Linked DNA regions of Anas platyrhynchos: region 2 is linked to region 1. The links are chromatin contacts, called in public Hi-C maps. All regions are on one chromosome and are shown on one strand. The core of a region is the stretch at or near the end of the contact, and the rest is flanking DNA. Distances in the headings are between cores, read along the strand shown.

Evidence for each region. Hi-C and Micro-C count contacts between places; a contact is called where the count stands out from the background.
Region 2: a contact with region 1 is called in a Hi-C map of subcutaneous adipose tissue, with 2.6 times the contacts expected there. The contact joins the enhancer-like site here to the promoter of PSPH in region 1. A contact is called at or near these places in 2 of 8 Hi-C or Micro-C datasets (skeletal muscle and subcutaneous adipose tissue).

Annotation. Positions count from the first base shown.
Region 1 is chr20:6,110,590-6,115,807 of IASCAAS_PekinDuck_T2T, reverse strand. It overlaps PSPH (phosphoserine phosphatase), which reads right to left and starts at 2,156. Exons shown (of 6, transcript XM_013107785.5): 1 at 1,965-2,156.
Region 2 is chr20:6,458,465-6,463,682 of IASCAAS_PekinDuck_T2T, reverse strand. No RefSeq gene overlaps it. Among named protein-coding and RNA genes, the nearest start is that of LIG3, 33 kb to the left of the region's middle. Within about 2 kb of position 2,367, at least 1 of the 8 cell types and tissues checked has an H3K27ac peak or open chromatin away from gene starts, as enhancers often do. A contact at or near this core is called in subcutaneous adipose tissue, where this site is marked.

The sequences.
Region 1 (5,218 bases), core at 907-3,406:
CAACTAATAATTATAAGTTCAGTCTCCATATGAAAAACTTGGGTAGAAAATCTCTGATCATTCAGCCATCATATTTCAGATAAGAAATCTATTTCTATTCTATTATTTCCATGCTGGAAAGCTATCCAAGCAGCAAACATTTCAACAGGTCTGGTAATAAAATACGATGAGGAAAAGATGAAAGGAAGAAAATGAGAAAAAGAAAAAACAATGGGCAAAGAATAGACTAAAGAAGGTGTAAGAAGGAAGTGACAAAGGGAAAGGTGAAACTTGAGAAGAACAAAAAGGAAATCACAAGGGGAAGTGGAGTTCTCATGGATCTCCTTGTCTCCAGGCTATTAAGTACTTCATTAGGCCACTTGGAAAAAAACTGGCATTTCCACAAGAAATAGTTCTCTTTCGTAACAGAGAGGGCGGAGTCACAGCAGCAAGCCTAGCAATTATGTAAGACCACATGTTAAAGGAAAACAACTGTAATCTTTTCTGTTTGCTGACCCTTCAAAGAAGGGCACTTGCCACACTGTGAAAAACTGAAACATCTGCAAGATCTGCTAATGCAAAAGGAACATGAAACGGTACTCAGGACTCCGGGTGTTCTGTGGCTGGTTTATTTTGATGAGATCATTAAGAGATCTCAAAATCTCCATCGTGACTCTACTTGACTTGTTATCTTATTTCAGCTTTCAAAAGTGTTGTCACACTGCTACTTTATATTATGTTCATATTTCTTGCTGTGAAAAAAATGAAGATTAAGTGAATCTTAATGAAATACTACTTAAAATGTTTTTTGTTTTTTTTTTTTTAAGAGATCATTTGGGAATATCCTACAGTGTGCAAACAGTCTCTGATGTTTGTGATTCTGATTCATTCTCACATTTAATAATGTGAGTGCGAGCACTTTATTGAAAGCTACTGCTCCATAACAAGACCCATTTTGGTCTCACTTTGCCCTGAGTTATTTCCCTGGCATCAGTGAAGTTAGTCCCAGTTTGCCCTGATGTGCATGAGAACAAACTCACTGTGAGCTATATTCCCAGAGCAGAGAAATATTGCACTGAACATTCAGTGAGATTAACAGAAAAGCAGCCATATAAGACTGTTTCTGTTGCACTGATGGGAAACTGCTGCTTATAGTATGGGATTTGTAGAAGTTTGTTGTTGAACCTTTTCTCAGAGCCGGTTCCTGCTACAGGTGTGACTCTGCCCATGAGAGTGTTTACAGGAGGGTTTCCATGGTATCAAACAAAGCACTTAATCCTTCATTGTTGCTAGTCCTTTATCGGTAAAATGGGAATAATATGGTAACATGGCTTTGCTATGTTGAGGTATAATTCTCTGTATAAGCAATGTGCTTTAGAAGAGAGATTATGTATTTAAACAGATTAGCTATATTTAAGCAAATTTTTACTATATATTCCTGCAAATACTGCTCTTTAAGTTCAACCCATCCTTAATTAGGAGTTTCTGTGGTTTTCAGTGTGAGAATAGAGAGATTCAGTCCTGAGAGTCACTAAGACTGCTTCAAACTTCTTTGTTTCTTGTTCAGTTTACAAGGTAGTACTAGAAACCTGTAAGCAAGTCGAGAGATGGAATGTTTGCAGCGACACACTGAGAGCTGCACAGCAGTGCCTAACAGCACATTTTATTTAGGCGCCTTTTAAAAGGTAATTGAAAAGGCGTAGGGGGAACCTGGTGGATGTCGGTACACATCTCCTATCTCTCCAATCCCCTCGTGCCTGTCCTGCCAAAATGATGATGCTTTCCCCCTGCGCGATTGCATCATTCATTCATGCTGCTGTAATAAAATAGGCAGCAGAGTGCTGCTGCATCTCGCAGGGCAGCGCACAGCCCCAGCGTACAGCTCATTGCCTATGCAAGAAAAATCTGATAAGTGTTATGGAACTGAACACACCAAACGCCAACCCCTTCCAAAGTGCGAGAAAGAAACGTTGCCGGTGACTTACAGTATTGTACTGGCCGTGGCTGGTGCTGCTGCTGCAAACCTCTTGGCTGCACAAGAAAAGAACGGATCAGCTGAGACCTTCAGTCACATAAATACAACGGCACGGGCTGATCTGGAAGAAAGCCGCATTTTGTAAATCACTCTTTATAATCTGCTGAGTAAGCCAGCCTGGATGTTTTTTTTAAATGGTTGCACACATGTAACCAGAGAAGTCCAGCTGTTCGCTGACAGGCGTAGGAAGAGAGGTGTAACCTCGCCGACGTCAGGGGAGGAGCCGTTCGGGCCCACTTTGGGGCGCTCCCAGCTTGGGTAGGCATGGCTTGGCAGGGAGCAGCCTGTGCACAAGATGATGTGGGGTTTGCTCGCCTGCCAGCCCCTGCCACGGGCACGGGGAGCAGGACGGGGCTCAGCGAGCCCACCTGCCTCCACGCAGAGTGCTGGCATGGGAGGACCAGGGAGGAGACGCAAGGAGGGGATCTGCCAAGCAACAGCCAGGAGTTTCTCTTGGCATGAAGTCAGGGTGAGAGGCAAGAGCACTTGTTTTCACTGCAAACCAAAGGTTTCACGCATTAAAATTGCAATATTGCATTTTGGCTTAAGCTGTGAAACTGGAGCGCGCAAAATATTACACACCAAAAAAATCTGCAGTCAAAATTCATCACAAACTTTGAAGGCAAAATGAAAGCCTCTGCTTCTGAGAACGCTCTGTTTTGTTTCTCCAAATAAAATGTTGTCAAAAGCAACGGGAAAATTGCAGAACCTGTCTGTGCTAGTGCTTTGGCATCCTACAGAAGAACTTCCCACAGACATGACTGCGGGCACTAGTTAGTAAACAGGAGGCTGCCAACCCAGAACTATGAAGCCAATTACTCGTTTCAAGGTCAAGAAAGCCAGACTGCTGATTTAGCTTCTTTTATTCGCTTGTGATAGGAGTCTTATGACTGCTACCCATCTTGAAAGATTGTTCTGCACCACTGGGTACACCAGTCACATTCTATGCATGATGGTTTTGCAATTCTGGCAGGATTATTCCTCAAACTTAAGGGTATGAACTAAAATCAATACCCTTCTGTGCTTCTCCTCCTATGCCTTCCTGTACATTTTTTCAAATGTTCTCAGTACTTGCGTGACTACTTGTCAATACAAGCATCTATTAGAAACTTCCTGCATCAAGGAAAGGTGGGACTGAGCCTCTTTGCTGCAAAACTGGTGATGTGGTTCAGTTTTGGCTGCTCTTGTTTCTGAGTTTTATCGTGTCAGGGCGGTATGTTTTAAAATGGATTTAGAAATCGTTTCGGTGAATACGGTTAAAGAAAAACAGATCTTGATAAAGATGAAAGAAAACTGTTTTTCCTGGGAATCTGTTGTGTTTTTGTTTTTTTTTTCTGCCAAGATAAGCACTGCATGATTTCACTTAAGTGAATTGCTACTGGTCATTTCATGAAGGATATGCCCATTACTTTTCTTAGTTTAACAGACTTGTTGTTTGTAATTTGTTTAAATATTACATTACTGATTCCATCCTGCTGTACTTTGTTGTAACTCCAGTAATTTCAAAGGATAACTTAGGCATTGTAAGCATCTGCCCTGTATTTTTACTATGCATTAAGAGCAAATATTCAAAACTGTTCGGCACCTGCTACTAAAAGACTGAAAAATGTAGAAAGGCTTGTAGTGTTGTCTGAAAAATGCTGCAAAATGGGCATTTCATATGAAAATGCAAATGAGAAATATTACTAAACCATAACATAACCACCCTTAGACATATGTGGCCCAGGAAGGAAGCACAGAGAGATGTGCCTGGAAGTGTTAGGATGGAGAATTAATGCCTTTTTCACAGGACATCACCCACACGGATCACAGAAGAGCAGCAGGGAAAACATAAAAAAAAAAATACAGCGTGCCTGCTGGTGCGCCTATGGGTGTGACAAGGCTGCCCTCTACTGAGCACAGCCTGGAGAAGAGATCGAGGCAAACAAAAATTAACCAGAGGCAAGAATAGGAAAGTATGTGTGTGACCTGTGGGCTATAGAATCTAGGGCAAAGCTAGGCATTTGGCTATTTTCAGTGGGCAGAGCAGCTCGGCACCTCAGATACTAGCACTGCAGCTCCTCAGGGCTGGATTGTCATGTTTTGTTTCGTTATGCTTTCAGGCAGGTAGCATCCCAGCAAAAGTAAAGAATAAACATTAACTGGAGAATTCCAGAGCCCAGTTATGAAATACCGAGTGTAATTTCCTGTGTTTTGCAATGTTTAATGTTTATTTTTAATGATTACAGCAGCAGAAAAGGGGAAAAAAAATGCAGTCTCTCTGCTAAAGTATCATCATTAAAATATTTTACAAGACAAGCACGCTGCTCTGCTAAACAAAAAGGCTCCAAACTTGTGGTACATTTTGCTCAAACATCAATTCCATCCAAAATATGTGAAAATCAGAAACCCAAGCGTAATAGCAGCTGTCCCCTCCAGACCTGCCAAGTCAGAGCGATGGGCCGTGTGTGGCGCTTTGCCCAGAAACTTGAGATCCTCACCCAGAGCAGCAGAGCACATTACTGGCAGGTGCCATCCTCTACTGCCAAAACCAGCAAGGCTGCTGAGTCTGCCCTTATATTTGACCCTGAATGACCATTTCAGTCAAGCTTCCCCAAAACTTTTGTTGTGCAACAAAACTGTACCCATCAGCAGGCTTTTAGAGTTTACTACTGGAAGTGGCATGGAAACACGAGTGGCCTCATTGCACTGCTGCTCAGCAGCCAACCTCTCCATCCAGAGCTCCCACAGCCTGGGTTTTGGCAGCTTTCCTGCTGCAAAAAGTGGGAAGGAGTAGGGGAGATTTATTCTGCGCCATGTTAGACCTGGTGGATGAGCCCTGGGTGAGGCTCTTTGTGGTCTGTACTGAGGAAATTCTGAGCTCAGGATCAATTTCTATAGAATTGTGTGTGTCTGTTTGCTGGGGGTTAGTGCCCTCTGGAGCAGATGGGCTGCAGGAATACCAAAAAACACTTGGCCTGGATCTTCCCAGCACAGCTTTGCAGCCACAGGCCACGATTATTCTGGGGGCAGGGACTTTCCTAACAAAACACTTGAAATAACCAGAGGGTTGTGTCATGCCTGGTATTGCCAATCGCCCCTGCAGCAGGCAGGTGTTAGGGGACACAGGTGTGGATGGGGCAATGTGGGAGCCAAACTTGGTGCAATCTTTGCTTGTGGTATTTGTAAGGAGCCCTGGCAAGAGCTCTCAAGCCCTTTCCATGG
Region 2 (5,218 bases), core at 1,118-3,617, 350 kb before region 1:
GGCATTTCTAGCCCTGTGAACACATGCTTTACGATTCTTGTGCGTTTTGTTTTTTTGGTATTTTTTTGTTTTGTTAAAAAAAAAAAGTCCCACAGGGTTTTTGTTAACATAATTGTGTTGAGCAAATTTGAAATATTTGAAAGCTTTTAAGTGCCTGTTATATATACATCCAAGGTTTGTCTTGGAACAAGCTAGGTTGCAATAGACATTTTCCAATTAAGTGAAACAGCAGTGAGGATAATGGGTTTATGGAAATGGAAGAGCCATGCTGGAGGGAGATGGTAAGCCAAAAAGCATTAATCTTAATAGGATCCTTTTTCTTTTTTTTTTTGTGCTTTGCTTTTCCTTTAAACTTTTTTAAAATTTCCCTAGGCATGTCACTGGTTCTGCAATGGCATGTTTCATATCTGGAGAATCTCTCCTTCTTTCTTTTCTCATCTACTTCAAATTTCTCTACTCTTCATTTTTTTTGTTCCCCTGTACTTCTTTGTCTCCAAGACATCATCTATACCATCCTTTCAGCAGTGATGGAGGCTCGTGGACACATACAGTCATCTGTCAGTTTAACTGAGTGTGCAGAGAAGGGAATGGGGAATTTGCAGCCTTCTGCTCTCCAAAGAGCCAAGGCCTCCCTCCCTCCTACTGCCTGTGGTAGAGGAAAACCTCTGGGAGAGGTCTGGGCTCTGGTCCAGTTCTGCAGCCCAGTCACCTTGGGCCAGGCTCCTCCCTTCTGCACGGTGAGCAAATTATTTTTTCAGGAGGCTTCCCAGTGAAATAAGCAGGATCTGGGGTGGAATCAGTGCCTAGGACTGGCATCTTTTTATCTTACTGTGATTTTCACGTTGCGCCTTGCTGGGTCAGTGCTTGGCTGGGAAATCTGCACAGACTGAAGCAGCCAGATGGAGAGTGAGCCAGGAAGGTTGCAGTGAGCTCTGCTGCGGTCAACATCCCCTTTTGGGAAGGATGTTTGCACTGGAGGTGGGATCAAAGGGGAGTTCAATGCTTATGAGCAGGAACCATGACTCTGAGGCCCTAGGCAAATTTATGAGGAGTAACTGGCACTTTCTGAAAGTAGGGAATTTGTGGGTTGTGCCTGATAGTTATTCAGAGGAAGCACTATGCCATCTCTCACAAAAGATGCTGGGCTTAACCCACCATTTTCTTCTGCCTGTCACCTCTCTTGCCTTTTCTAAATTGATCTGCAAAGCATTCCTACCCTCACTGCTGCTTCACCTTGATTGCGTGACTACCAGCATGGATTTCTCTGAGATGCTTCACTGGGCTACGTCTCTATAGAAAAGATCACCTTGAGTCTGGCATGGATTTTTTTTAGTCAAATCCCCAGATACAAAAGTCGACTGTGTTTCTTTAAATCCTCTCCCTGCTTTGCTGTTTTTCAGGAAACAGTGCTTAGATCTTTAATCTGAAAACAAAAGAGCTCAGACTCCCTAACTGTATTTATCTTTGCCCAAATCAGAAGGGTTGGAGGCTTAGACACCACAAACGTTCCCCTAGAGGTTGGTGCATTTCAATAGTGGATGAAGGGATCTATATATAACATTCAGGTTAGATAGGCTTTTGCACGGAAGGGTCCCAAAGGTACTACATAATTCCACTCTATTGAGGTTCTAATACTGCACCTGTCACTGCGGTGTCAGTGTGATATTAGAGCGGGTCACTGGGGAGAGCGTATTGATCCTATCTGTATACAGTTTACAGCATCCTCAGCATCCTTTATGTCCAGCGCATCAAGTCCTTGCCCAGTTTTCCCCCCTCCCCTAACAGCAAAATCTTTAATCCACAAGCCAAAGCAAAACGGTTTCACCAGCTCTGATGTCCTCAGGAAATGTGTTGGGCTTCTGCCACGAGTACAGAGACTCCTTCCACACCCAGAAGCTTTCAAGCAGTAAGCAGGATTAAGACACACAGCCGTAGGCTTTTCTGTGACCTTTGGGTATTTAAACAGTCTTGGCCTGGCTTCATGAATACGAGCAGAGCTCTATTTGGTTTCCAATCCAGCACTCTCTCTGCACAGAAATACCTGAAACGGTGGATTTGACTATGTTTTTAGATGGATTTATTGGAAAAGTAAAAACTAACAGTCTAAGCGATGATCAGACTTTATTCCTCTATTTCCCCACGATGTGATGGTTCTCTCTGTTTTCAAGAACATTCTGTAGCATTTTCAAGCTCACCCTCTGCATTTTCTGGGAGATGTAAAATCCTGTGTTTGTGTGTGTATGTTACGATTTTAAAGGCTTTCTCCAAGCCGTTTTCCCACTAGGGGGTACTCCTGTTACATCAGAAATAGGCATTTGGGCCTGCACTCGGTTTGCACTGCTCCCCTCTTCTTTGGAGCAGGCTGTTCATTGGCAGCACAACCTGGATGTGTTCAGCCGTGCTGCTTCTCTGCTTCAGCAGCTGTGGAGCTGCCTTGTTGTTAGTTGTGCAGGGGCCCGGAGATGCTGTACTGCCTATTCTGGCCTCCTGTGTTTCCAGCCTGTTGGCTATACAACACTCTGTTCCTCTGGGAGCTGAGATAGTTTGCTTTAAGTTAAGACAAGGTTAGTGTACGCCACGCTACCAGGTTTGGATTTGAAAACGCCCTGAATGGCTGTATGGTTCTGTGGAAACAGGATGGCTGCTGAGCTGAGGGGTAGAGTGTGGGTGCTGCTGTGTTTGGGGCATGTTACTGGGGTCAAGAAAAGGGGAAATTTTACTGGCCGCTATTTTAAGGCAGGAGGTCAGACAAAGCCAACTATTCTGGCCTGAAACTCGGCCGGTGTTGGCTGTTGGTGCACAGGAGGCTCCCTTAAGAGCAGATTTGTTTGGCTTTTGTGTTGTGAGGCTGTCAGAGTAGCTTTGGGTATGGCGGGACCCCCTCCTTCCTCCTCCATGCCTGAACGCCCCTATGTGTTTATGGCTGGCAGGCAGGCTGCCGGTGAGCAGGCAAGCAGGATGCGGCACATGCTGTGGTTTATGCTACTCCAGGGGCTGTTTTTTCATGCAGCATGGTTTCAGCCTCTGAAATGGCACAGCTAGCAGAGGTAATTTTAGTTTTTCAGCTCTCATCCAAGGATGCGCCCCAGGTTCCTCCCCATGGTCCCTCATATCAGAGCTCTACCCTCAGCATCTCCCCTTCACACCTCCCTGCTCTGCAGTGCCTCTGGGATTTCCACCACTGCTGCTTTCTCTTTCGAGCATGCTCATGCTTCTGTCTGTTCACGCTGATTAAATGAGTAGGCAGGAATTACAGTCAACCATCCATCACCAGAGTCAGTGTTCCCTTGACCCAGTCAAGATGAAAGAGGTCAAAATCTTTCTTTCCCAGGCTGTTCCTAGCAGTGAGATAGCCAGCTACTGTTTGCTGGCAGTGCAAATCCAGAACTGTGCTGGGGATAGTTCTCCTTCCTAACAGAAGCCTAACAGAAGCAATAAATCCCGAATGTCAATCACAAGGGGGGATCCCAGTGTCCCATCAAGTCTGTCTTAGGCTTCTGCAGAGCAGCTCTTATTTATTTGCTGACTATAGCTGGGTCTCCTATGCGTGCACTGTCAAACAGATGTGAAGCAATGCTCCAAGACACTAAATGCTCTACTAGAGCACTCAGTCCTCCTTGACTGAACCTGCAGGGATCTCGCAAGAAGACTAGTGGTGGTTGTGATGTAGTTGTTCCTGGAAGCATCAGTAGAGCTGGCTCCTTTTCAGGTATCTGTGTAGCTCCTGGAGAGGTCAGGAATGACATCCTTCAAACTGGCAAAGCCTTCTCTTCTCCCCCAGAAAGACAGCTCAGGCCATAACGTGAGGCTGGAACCTCTTTGCTCCCCAGTACTTGAAAGGAAGTTGGGGTGACAATTAGGAAGGGGGAAATGGGAGGTGGAGCCTACAAAGGGGGGTAAGTTGCCACTGTGACTAACTGTTCCTCCTGGAAAACCTGAAGAAAGTAATCTAGCAGCTCAGAATTACAGTAAATTACAGACCTGGCTTAGTCTGTCTGCTGAGTGCACTCAGCCTCTATTGATTTCAGAACCAGGCTATGAATTGCTGCCAGGCAATGAGCTGGCTGGTCCCTGAACCCTTACGTACCCCCCTGGACCCAATTCCTCTCCTTGTCCCAGTTGCCATCAATGTGCATAGGTGCTATCACTCAGTCCAGCTGAGTGGTGAATCTACACCATTTTACCCCATTTTACCCCAGTGCAAATCCAGGGCAGTTTCGCAGATGCTCTAACAGCCCTTTCAGGCTTTCATCAGTGTAATGGAGCCCCCTTTTCTGTTGAGTACATGCAATTCCTGGTCATTATCAGTGTGCTCCTTAAGGCAGCAGGACATCTTGAAGCTCTGTTGGAAGGCTGAGTCTCGGCTGCCTTCTGCCACCCCCAGACACGCGCAGCGAAGGCAGCCTGCTGAGCTCTCTGCTTCCTTCCTGGCTGAGAGCGGCTCAGTCTGGGAGGTGGAGAAGAATTTCTCACCCCACCTTGCACATGCAGAGCTGCCGAGGCTGCTCTGGAGAGCTGTTGTGCAAACAAACCTCTGTTTGTTTGTGCAGCCGTTGCAGTTGCGACATGCTGAACTCCGTATTTTTCGAAGCAGAGGCACAGAGAGCTGCTAGAAAGAAACCCGGCCAGGGGAAGGGAGTCAGCTCGTCCAGCAGGTCTGTTGGTGCTGCCAGGTCTCTGACAAGCTCCTCAGGCTGAGGGGGAGTCTGCTGAGCCAGAGCTCCTTAAAGGAGTGCTTGGGAGAGGGAGCATTAGACTTGCTAATCAGGAGGTGTCTGGTGCCCCGTGTTGGGACAGCTTTAGCCATAACGATGAGTCATATGCATTCAGGTTAGCAGCCTCGGGGGCAGGCAGAGTGTAAATAGAGAGAAGACTTCCCCTTAATAAAGAGGTGCAGCCCTATAATCGAGGCAGCTCCACTCCATGAGATGTTCCCAGCCTCCAGCTGCACTTTGTTCAGCTAAAAATCTGCTGGATTTGCTTTGTTCTCTGCCTTTCCTTCTCTGATCCTCCCTTGATATTTCCACATCATGCTGTGACATGTAGCCCTTTCTCTCCCCTGTTTTATCTGCCTACACTTAATCTGCTGTGGCTTTTGGTGTGATGACCTCTGAGCTGGGAGGCTTGTTGCTTTGTGTATTCAACTTAATGGTAAAATACACAGCGTGGTACGGAGCAAAACTGTCAGGGAATCTCTGTGAAAGAGCTGATCTCTTAG